Linked DNA regions of Oryctolagus cuniculus: region 2 is linked to region 1. The links are chromatin contacts, called in public Hi-C maps. All regions are on one chromosome and are shown on one strand. The core of a region is the stretch at or near the end of the contact, and the rest is flanking DNA. Distances in the headings are between cores, read along the strand shown. Region 1 overlaps RNLS (renalase, FAD dependent amine oxidase). Region 2 holds the start of KLLN (killin, p53 regulated DNA replication inhibitor).

Evidence for each region. A called contact is a pair of places that touch in the nucleus more often than the background predicts.
Region 2: a contact with region 1 is called in a Hi-C map of psoas muscle, with 18 times the contacts expected there. The contact joins the promoter of KLLN here to the enhancer-like site in region 1. A contact is called at or near these places in 6 of 6 Hi-C or Micro-C datasets (ear pinna, embryonic fibroblasts, liver and 3 more).

What each region holds. Positions count from the first base shown.
Region 1 is chr15:42,264,957-42,269,081 of mOryCun1.1, reverse strand. All of the region lies in intron 4 of RNLS (renalase, FAD dependent amine oxidase), which reads right to left. Among named protein-coding and RNA genes, the nearest start is that of LIPJ, 210 kb to the right of the region's middle. Within about 2 kb of position 2,346, at least 2 of the 8 cell types and tissues checked have an H3K27ac peak or open chromatin away from gene starts, as enhancers often do.
Region 2 is chr15:42,815,382-42,819,506 of mOryCun1.1, reverse strand. KLLN (killin, p53 regulated DNA replication inhibitor) reads right to left here and starts at 2,435. Exons shown (of 3, transcript XM_051823328.2): 1 at 2,409-2,435; 2 at 2,195-2,407; 3 at 1-2,193. The coding sequence starts at 2,435. The coding sequence ends at 1,960. All of the region lies in intron 2 of PTEN (phosphatase and tensin homolog), which reads left to right. It also overlaps the pseudogene LOC138845351.

The sequences.
Region 1 (4,125 bases), core at 1,097-3,596:
ATAAATAGTCTACCATAAGGTATGATATGAAGATTAAAAAGATGATACATCAAACATGCCTAATGTATAATTTGAGGTAAAAGAACGAGCTCAGTAAATGCTAGTTCATTTCCCCTGGCCCCTATCCTCTCAAAATTGTTCCAGGGCTTAAAACATCAAAGCAAAACAAAAGAAAACCCAAACAGCCAGCAAGTAAAAATCAACTTGTTAATTGTGTTTGCATGATAGATAGACTATGAAGGAGGAAGGAAATAAAAACACCTTATTATAGTTGTCATATAAAATACAGGATATCCAGTCAAATTTGAATTTCAGATAAACAATGATCTTTTTACATAAGTATCAAGTATTACATGAGATATAGTTGTACTAAATAATTTTTTCATTATTTATCTGAAATTTTAATTTGGGTATCAAGTATTTTCATTAAGCCTGGCAGCTTAGACATGACAGTATAGCTAAGACTTTCTTCATAAGACCCTAATGTGTTTCCAAATTGCTAACTTCAAAGGCACCAAGGAAAAGGTTGACCCCACTCTCCCTGTTTGCCAAGCAAAGGGCCCGCATAGGAAGTAAGATTTTGAGTCCCTTGCATCCTTTATGGGAAACTGGTGCAGAAGCTGCTGGGAGAACTGAAGCAACCTGCCCCTCCTCCCCTGGGCCCCTCTCTTTGGGTGGGGTTCTGTGGTTATAATGCGGTGACTCTGTCTCCGTGTCCCTGCCACGCCCTGCTTAGTCCACCTGGGGGTGGGGGTGGGGGTAGAAAACAGGTTGGAGGTAGGGGAAAAAAAAAAGGCTTATCAATTTAACATTTTCTTAGCAGGCTTGTTCTCTGCCGTTTGGGCTTGCAAAACTTAATTATTACTTTGATGCAGAATGGCTGCAGATTGTCATTGCCAGGCCTGATTTAACAGCCGGCTTGCACAAAGTCCGACAGAGATTGCTTTTGTTGCACTTTCGAACAGCTCTTGACGGTGGCTCTTTTACGTTAAGGAGGAAACTCTGTGGTTAAACTGTAGCCTAGGTATTTTTAGAGCCGTTACCATGTTAACCGAATTTCGTACATTTCACCTGCAGGATATGTGGTAGTGCATAGGACCTTCCCTAAACTCTAACAAAAAAAAATGATTTAACAGTTGTGAATAATGTGTTAGGGACCAACTCCAGGCTATCCGAAAGGCTACTCGCTGCAACCTGGGCTGCTAAGGGTCCTTTATTTGGATGGGTGGTAATATGCCATTAGGGAGTATTATTGTTTTGTTCTTGATACTCAGGGACTTGAAGGAACATATCCAAAAGGCTAAAATTGGTTAATTCTGAAGGTCACAGCCTGAAGGCAGTGACCCATTTGTTAATCATTAAGCTTTTCTAAGCCTCTCCTGACAGAATTCTGGCTTTCTGCCACTTCTCTGGTCATTTTAAACTGCGAATTCTTGTACTATTTCAGTTTCTAAGTAGGTAGCAAAGGTTATGAGAAAAGCATAACTTGTTAGTTATTTTTCCTTATCAAACGTCTTAGGCTTTTGGAAGACAGAGCTGTTCTGTGTTAAGGGAATCTTCCTAATATACCCAGCTACAGAGCATTTAAAGATGGACCCTCCTCGGATCCTCTGAAAAGGGAGGGTTTCTAGCCATCATTCCCATATTAATTAGTTTCCCTAGATAAACACAATGTTGTACGGAAAGGACACCCACTTAGTGATGAGGCACCCATACCAAAATCACTGGAGTTTTCTCTATAATCCTAACACTGAAAGTTCAAGAAACAGGAGCAGAATAACCATAATTGCCTTTATCATCTTCTGTCATCAGTTAAAAACTGGAAGAGCTTTAAAATATTTTACACATATTTTGAAAAGCCCAGTAACAGACTCAAGTGATATGATGTTTCACTGTCAAATTTAATGCCAGTTTATGCTCTAGTCCATCTGAATAGAAGTCAATTTGTAGACCAAAAATCTCCGGTAAACAAAACTACATTTTATGTAGCCAAGGGACATTAAGCTGCTAAAACACTTATTTCAATATTGAACATGGAAGAGCTGGCCTCTATTTCTCAAGGGAAAAAATACACAGTCAAACCTTGCTTATCCATAATCCAAACTTCCGGAAGGTTTACGTATTTGGAATTGTTCCAAATCTAGAAGAGAGGTTGGGGATGGAGAAAGGCGGGGGGGGGGGGGGGGGGGGAGGCAGGGAGGAAGAGAGAGAGAGAGAGAGAGAGAGAATGAATATTAGCAAAAAGCAAGTCAGCTTTCAGAAGTAGACCTGAAGCCCTAGCAACATTGAAAAGAGACCTGGAGCTTACATCTGATTGGCTTACAAGCCAGAAGGAATGGTGAGCTCTGATTGGCTGCTGATGATGTCTCCAAATAACCAGGCTTTTTCAGGAAAGCAAATTTATGTGGCAGAAGGGACATGAGATATTAGAAGCAGGCAAGAAGAAAAGGGAAGAGAACAGGGCAAAAATGAATGGCATCTTATTTGTAATAGAGGTGGTGCCTGAGCTGAGAACAAGAATAGCATATATCTACTTATGTAAACTGCTTGCAGTTTACAATATACTTTTACATATAATCCTTGATATTGTCTTCATAAAAACCTAGGGACTCCTAGAAATTAAATAGCATGTTCCAGGTCATCCAGCTAGTAAGAAAAATAGCCAAGGTCTTCTAGCTACAAATCCAACACTTTCAATGTGACACAGGTGTAATGGAGATAACGCTTTTGAGTTGCCCTTTGAGACAGTGAACAGCAAATTCTTTGATCATAGAAAAAAAGATCACAAGTCACAACAGCCTGCAGTTTAGTGAGAGATCAGAAGAAGGTGAAGGAATCCCTACCTTTTGTGACCACAGACCTTAAAAATGCAAACACAGACCCGCGCCGTGGCTCACTTGGCTAATGTTCCGCCTGAGGCCCCAGCACCCTGGGGTTCTAGTCCTGGTTGGGGCGCCAGTTCTGTCCCGGTTGCTCCTCTTCCAGTCAAGCTCTCTACTGTGGTCCGGGAGGGCAGCGGAGGATGGCCCAGGTGCTTGGGTCCTGCACCCGCTTGGGAGACCGAGAGGAGGTACCCGGCTCCTGATCGGCGAAACACCAGCCATAGCGGCCATTAGGGGAGTGAACCAACGGAAGGAAGACCTTTCTCTCTCTGTCTCTCTCTGTCTATAACTCTCTCTCTGTCTCTCTCTCTCTCACTGTCTAACTCTGCCTGGCCAAAAAAAAAAAAAAAGCAAACACAGAATACCTCTCTACAGGTATTTACGAGGAGACAGTCATGGTACAAATGAGGGTTGTGTTTTGAGCTGGGAGCTCAGCACTAGGTGATCACAGTCCTGCAGATTCCTTTCCTGTCTTGAGTCAGGCTACTTCTGTTTATACCCACAATCATCATCATTTTCTCCTCCTGAGCCATTCTAATAGCTTCCTAGACTACTTGACTGGTGTTTTGCATCCTCTCTTCCCTGACTCTTGTCTCCTTTCCTTCAGATTTATTCTCTGAACCATAACATCTTGCTTTAAACTTGCCTTTAGAATAAAACCCCATCCTTTGGCCCCAGTTTACCTTGCCTCAATCTGCTTGTGACTCACTCCTCTAGCCGTGGAGGCCTCCTTTTAGTTATCAATGCACTATACTCTTTTCAGATGAACAGCCTTCCATTTTGCTGCTCCCTATCTCCATGTCATCACATAGCTGCTCTTTTTCTTATCTACGTAATCTACACCAATAAAAGCTGGAGTGAGATTTCTCCTTCAGTCTCTCATAGTACCTTTTTATTAACTCCCTGAGATTTCTCAATCTGAAATTATGTATTTTTATTTGATTCCTGTTTATCATCTTTTCATGTGTCTTCCCTTTGTGAATCATCCAGCTCCGTTTCTCTCCGTCAGGCCCCTCATCAGTAGTGCACAGGAGGCATTCCATAACTTTGTTGACACAAATGAATGAAGGAATAGCAGAACATCAACATACTCTGCATCTTAACAGCTAAGAGTCATCTACATGGAGAAACCTTATTTGCTGTTTCTATCCTATTGTTTGTTAATGCTTGTTAGAGTTGTAAGCTCTGATACAGCTGCCATCACTTAGGAAGTTCTGTGGAAACTTTTGGAAAAAGGAATATA
Region 2 (4,125 bases), core at 1,186-3,685, 550 kb before region 1:
TCAATCTAGACAGGCTAAGAAACAAAGTACCTGGAGGCCAGTATGTTGTAATAGCTGGACATTCAAGCAGCTATTTTCAACTGAACCTAAAAATATATTAAAAATTTTTTTCTTTGCATTACATCAGGTCAGCTATTTAGAAATTTCAGTTCTATCTCTAGGTTAAAGGGGCCCTTAAGTAAAAGGAGAAAGTGAAGAAAAACAAACACTGAAAAAAGATTCATCAGTATTTCTTTCAGGAACATAACCCTAGGAAGGGAAGGAGGCTTTTATTCAGCTTGTCCTACGGACCACCTCCTGCCGCTGTCAGGATACTGAAATAACTGCCAACATCGGTGATCCTTTCATTCACCACTAGAGAGAAGCAGAGGGACCTGATACTCAGAGAAGCAGCAAAACCCATTTTCCACTTCCCTTCAGCTGGAAGTGCTTGTAGGCTTGTCTCATATTCCAGCACTTCCTCTCCACTTCAGAATAACTCTGGGTCGTGGGAATCAAAGAGGATCCTCTCTCCTGAAGCCCGACATTACCAGCAAAGATAGAAATAAACCCTGTTTCATTTTCTTGCAAGGAAGCAGACGCTGTGAGACTAATCACCACCAGGGTAGGCTCCAGGGGAGAGGCAGAGTAGAGCAGTGCTAATAGCAGGTACTCTGGGGACAGAGACAGGCAACCTGAGAAACAAATGTGGAACACTTAACCAGCCGCAATCTACCTCCCCTCATTTAACTGTGTCTTCATTTCCCCTTTTCCTCCCAAGCAGCAGTTGATACCCATTGAGCACAGCTCTCCTTTTTACCATGCAATACCTAAACATCAGGGACTCCTTAGCCCAGGTTATTTGTAAAATAAAGAAATCTCTAGCTCACACTAGGTTGTGTGGACAGGGTTTCCATCTTTGGAAACCAAAGGAAGCCTTTTTCTTCTTTCCAGATTACTCTCCATTTCCTTTTCCACTTAGGATCCCTGCCTCCCTGGAGCTGACCAGAAGCATGCACAAAACCAGTCTCCAATAAATACCAGCACCGAGGCTTCAGCGGGTTGCTAACTCCTGCAGTGCTATCTTAAAAGGATGTTGTATATAAATGCAGTTTTATGTAGCCTCAGAGGTCCCTAAATATCCCCGGTTTAATTAGCAGTCCTGGAGTTAGGTAATGGCCTGTGGCTCTCTGAGCTGGGCCTCCTGAGGTTTCTAGTCTTCAGGGGCTGCCTGTAATGATGATGTGCACATTTACAATCTTCCTCACAAGAAAACTCGGCTTTAGACCTTTCTAGGTATCTACTCACCATTTATCACAACACATGTGCCAACTGATTCCCATTTTCTCAGATGTCAAAAAAAAAAAAAAAAAAAAAAAAAGAAAAAAAGAGAAAAAGAAAAAAACAACCTAGGGCTTCAGCCTGGTCTAAGTCAGATACTTCTGAACTCAAATTTTCCCCTGGAATTCTACTTTCCTGGAGCGGGGCGCCGGGTGGGGTGGGAGGAGAGTGGGGGGAAATGAAAGAGAGAAAAAAAAATTCGTAGGTTGGTGTTGGTTGACGCCCCTTCTCATTTTGAAGCTGACTGATGTGCGTATTTTGGGGAGGGGGTTGAGGAGGCGCTCTAGGTCTAAGCATTTGTGAACCAGCTCACTCACTGGATAGGTCAACCACGGGGCTGCAGAAAGACTTGACAGGTTTGTTCTGGGCATACGGCCAAGGACTAGACCAGATAAGGCACTTGGCTGAGTCTACAGTAGGTGGGGCGTGCTCACCAGTGCAGGGGTAGCGACTCAAAAGTTTGTTGCAACACCTGCAATCCAAGCAGCAGGCGCAGCGGGAACGAGCCTTTGGCCCCGACAGCACGGAACCAGAGGGTTCACCCCAACCAACGAGGGAGATGCGCCAGATCCCTCGGGCCCGGCCCCTTTTCCCACGGTTGAGAACAAGCAGTGCTTGTCAATCCACAGCAGAGAGAGCTCACTCCGTGGGTAGCAGAAGGGTGAGAGCAGCGGTGCACGGGAGCGGGGGCACGTGCTTGGATGGGGGTGCCTGCCCAGCAGCTAGCCCAGACAGCGATCCTGTGGAGGCTCCACTGGCCATCCCCAACCCCGTCCCTCTGCAGCCTGGGAGGGTGTGGGGGTGCTGCCCGCGCCAGGCGGGAGCACCCCGAGCGTAGCTGGCGAAGCACTTGCCTCCGGAGCTACGCTTGGAGGAGTGGGAATTTGGAAAGTTCCCCAACTCGGAGCACACGTGACCCCTTCCTGAAAGTAGTTCCGACGGTGGCTCGGGTATCCTTCCACCCCCTTTTGAACCCTCCTAGGGCTCCTCGCCCCGCCCACTCGCGGGGCTGCCGCTTCCTACCGTCCTGAACGCCGCGCCCGGGCCGGCAACCTGGGCCTCCAGCGTGCACCGGCCGGCCCGGCGAGCGCGGAAGCTGGCCGCGGGCGATTCATCGTGCCAGGTTTTCTCAGCGGCCCGGAGAGTGGGCGGGGCGAGGCAGCCTCTGAGGACCGAGCTCGAGTTCGACGCCGCGAACGGACCCGGAGCCTGAGGGGACAGATGCTCAGCTCTCCGGGGGCCGCGGAGGGAGCTGTGGGGGTGCGTCCCGCTCACGGGGATCCTCTTTAAGGCGGCCTAGGCAGGAGGCCCTCGGGCCCTGGGAATTCGGGGCGGGGGGCGACGTGTGCACTCTAGCGCGCCCGGCTGAGAGCTTTCGCTTTTCGGGCAAATGAACCGAGTAGCTGGGGCAGCGAGAGGTGGGGCGGTGACTGGAGCCGGATGAGGCGAGACGCGCCGCCGGAGACACAATAGGGGGTCGTTCTTTGTGCTGAGGCTGACACCTTGAGGACCCGGGGGCGGCGGCGGCGGCGGCGGCGCGGGCGCTCTAGGCAGAGGCTGCGACAGTGAGATCCCTGCGAACCGCCGCGATCGTCCACAGCGGGACAAACGGAGTGCGTGCGTTCGCACGCCATGGCGGGGGAGGGGTGTCCTCGCGGCATTTCCCTAGATACTGACCCGCGCGGTCCACCTGTGCACAGGTAACCTCACACTGCAGTCGGCGACACCGCTCAACGCACCAGTCTCAGTTTTCATCATCCACCTTCCTCCGCCCCCACGCCGCCCCGCCGCAGTCTGCCCTGGCTCCGGCCGGGTGTCCGGGCAGAGGCCGAGGCTGAGCTCGTTCCCCCGCCCCGAGCTGCTGCAGGAGCAGCCGCGGCAAGTGCAGCTACGGGCGGGCGCCTCGGAACAAGCCCGAGCGAGCCCCAGGCAGTCACACTGGGCATGCTCAATAGCACCAGCAGGTTGGGGGCCCTGCGCTCGCACCTGGAGCTGCCGCCCCCGCCCCCCACCCCACCCCGGCGCGGCCCAGCCCTCCCCTCCCCCGGCGCGGTCCCGTCCGCCTCCAGCTCGCCCCCCGCCTCCCCTCGGGCTCCCGAGGCGGCCCGGCTCCCGGCGCGGCGGCGGCGGCGGAGGGGGCGGGCAGGCCGGCGACGGTGATGTGGCGGGACTCTTTGTGCACTGCGGCAGGATACGCGCCCGGGCGCTGGGACGCGGCTGCGCTCAGTTCTCTCCTCTCGGAAGCTGCAGCCATGATGGAAGTTTGAGAGTTGAGCCGCTGTGAGGCTAGGCCCGGCTCAGGCGAGGGAGATGAGAGACGGCGGCGGCCGCGGCCCAGAGCCCCTCTCAGCGCCTGTGAGCAGCCGCGGGGGCAGCGCCCTCCGGGAGCCGGCCGGCCTGCGGCGGCGGCAGCGGCGGCGTTTCTCGCCTCCTCTTCGTCTTCTCTTCTAACCGTGCAGCCTCTTCCTCGGCTTTTCTTGCGAGGGAAGGTGGAAGCCGTGGGCTCAGGCGGGAGCCGGCTGAGGCGCGGCGGCGGCGGCGGCGGCGGCGGCACCTCCCGCTCCTGGAGCGGGGGGGAGAAGCGGCGGCGGCGGCGGCGGCCGCGGCGGCTGCAGCTCCCGGGAGGGGTTCGGAGCCGCCTGTCACCATTTCCAGGGCTGGGAACGCCGGAGAGTTGGTCTCTCCCCTTCTACTGCCTCCAACACGGCGGCGGCGGCGGCGGCACATCCAGGGACCCGGGCCGGTTTTAAACCTTCCCTCCGCCGCCGCCGCACTCTCCCTGGCCCGGGCTCCGGAGGCCGCCGG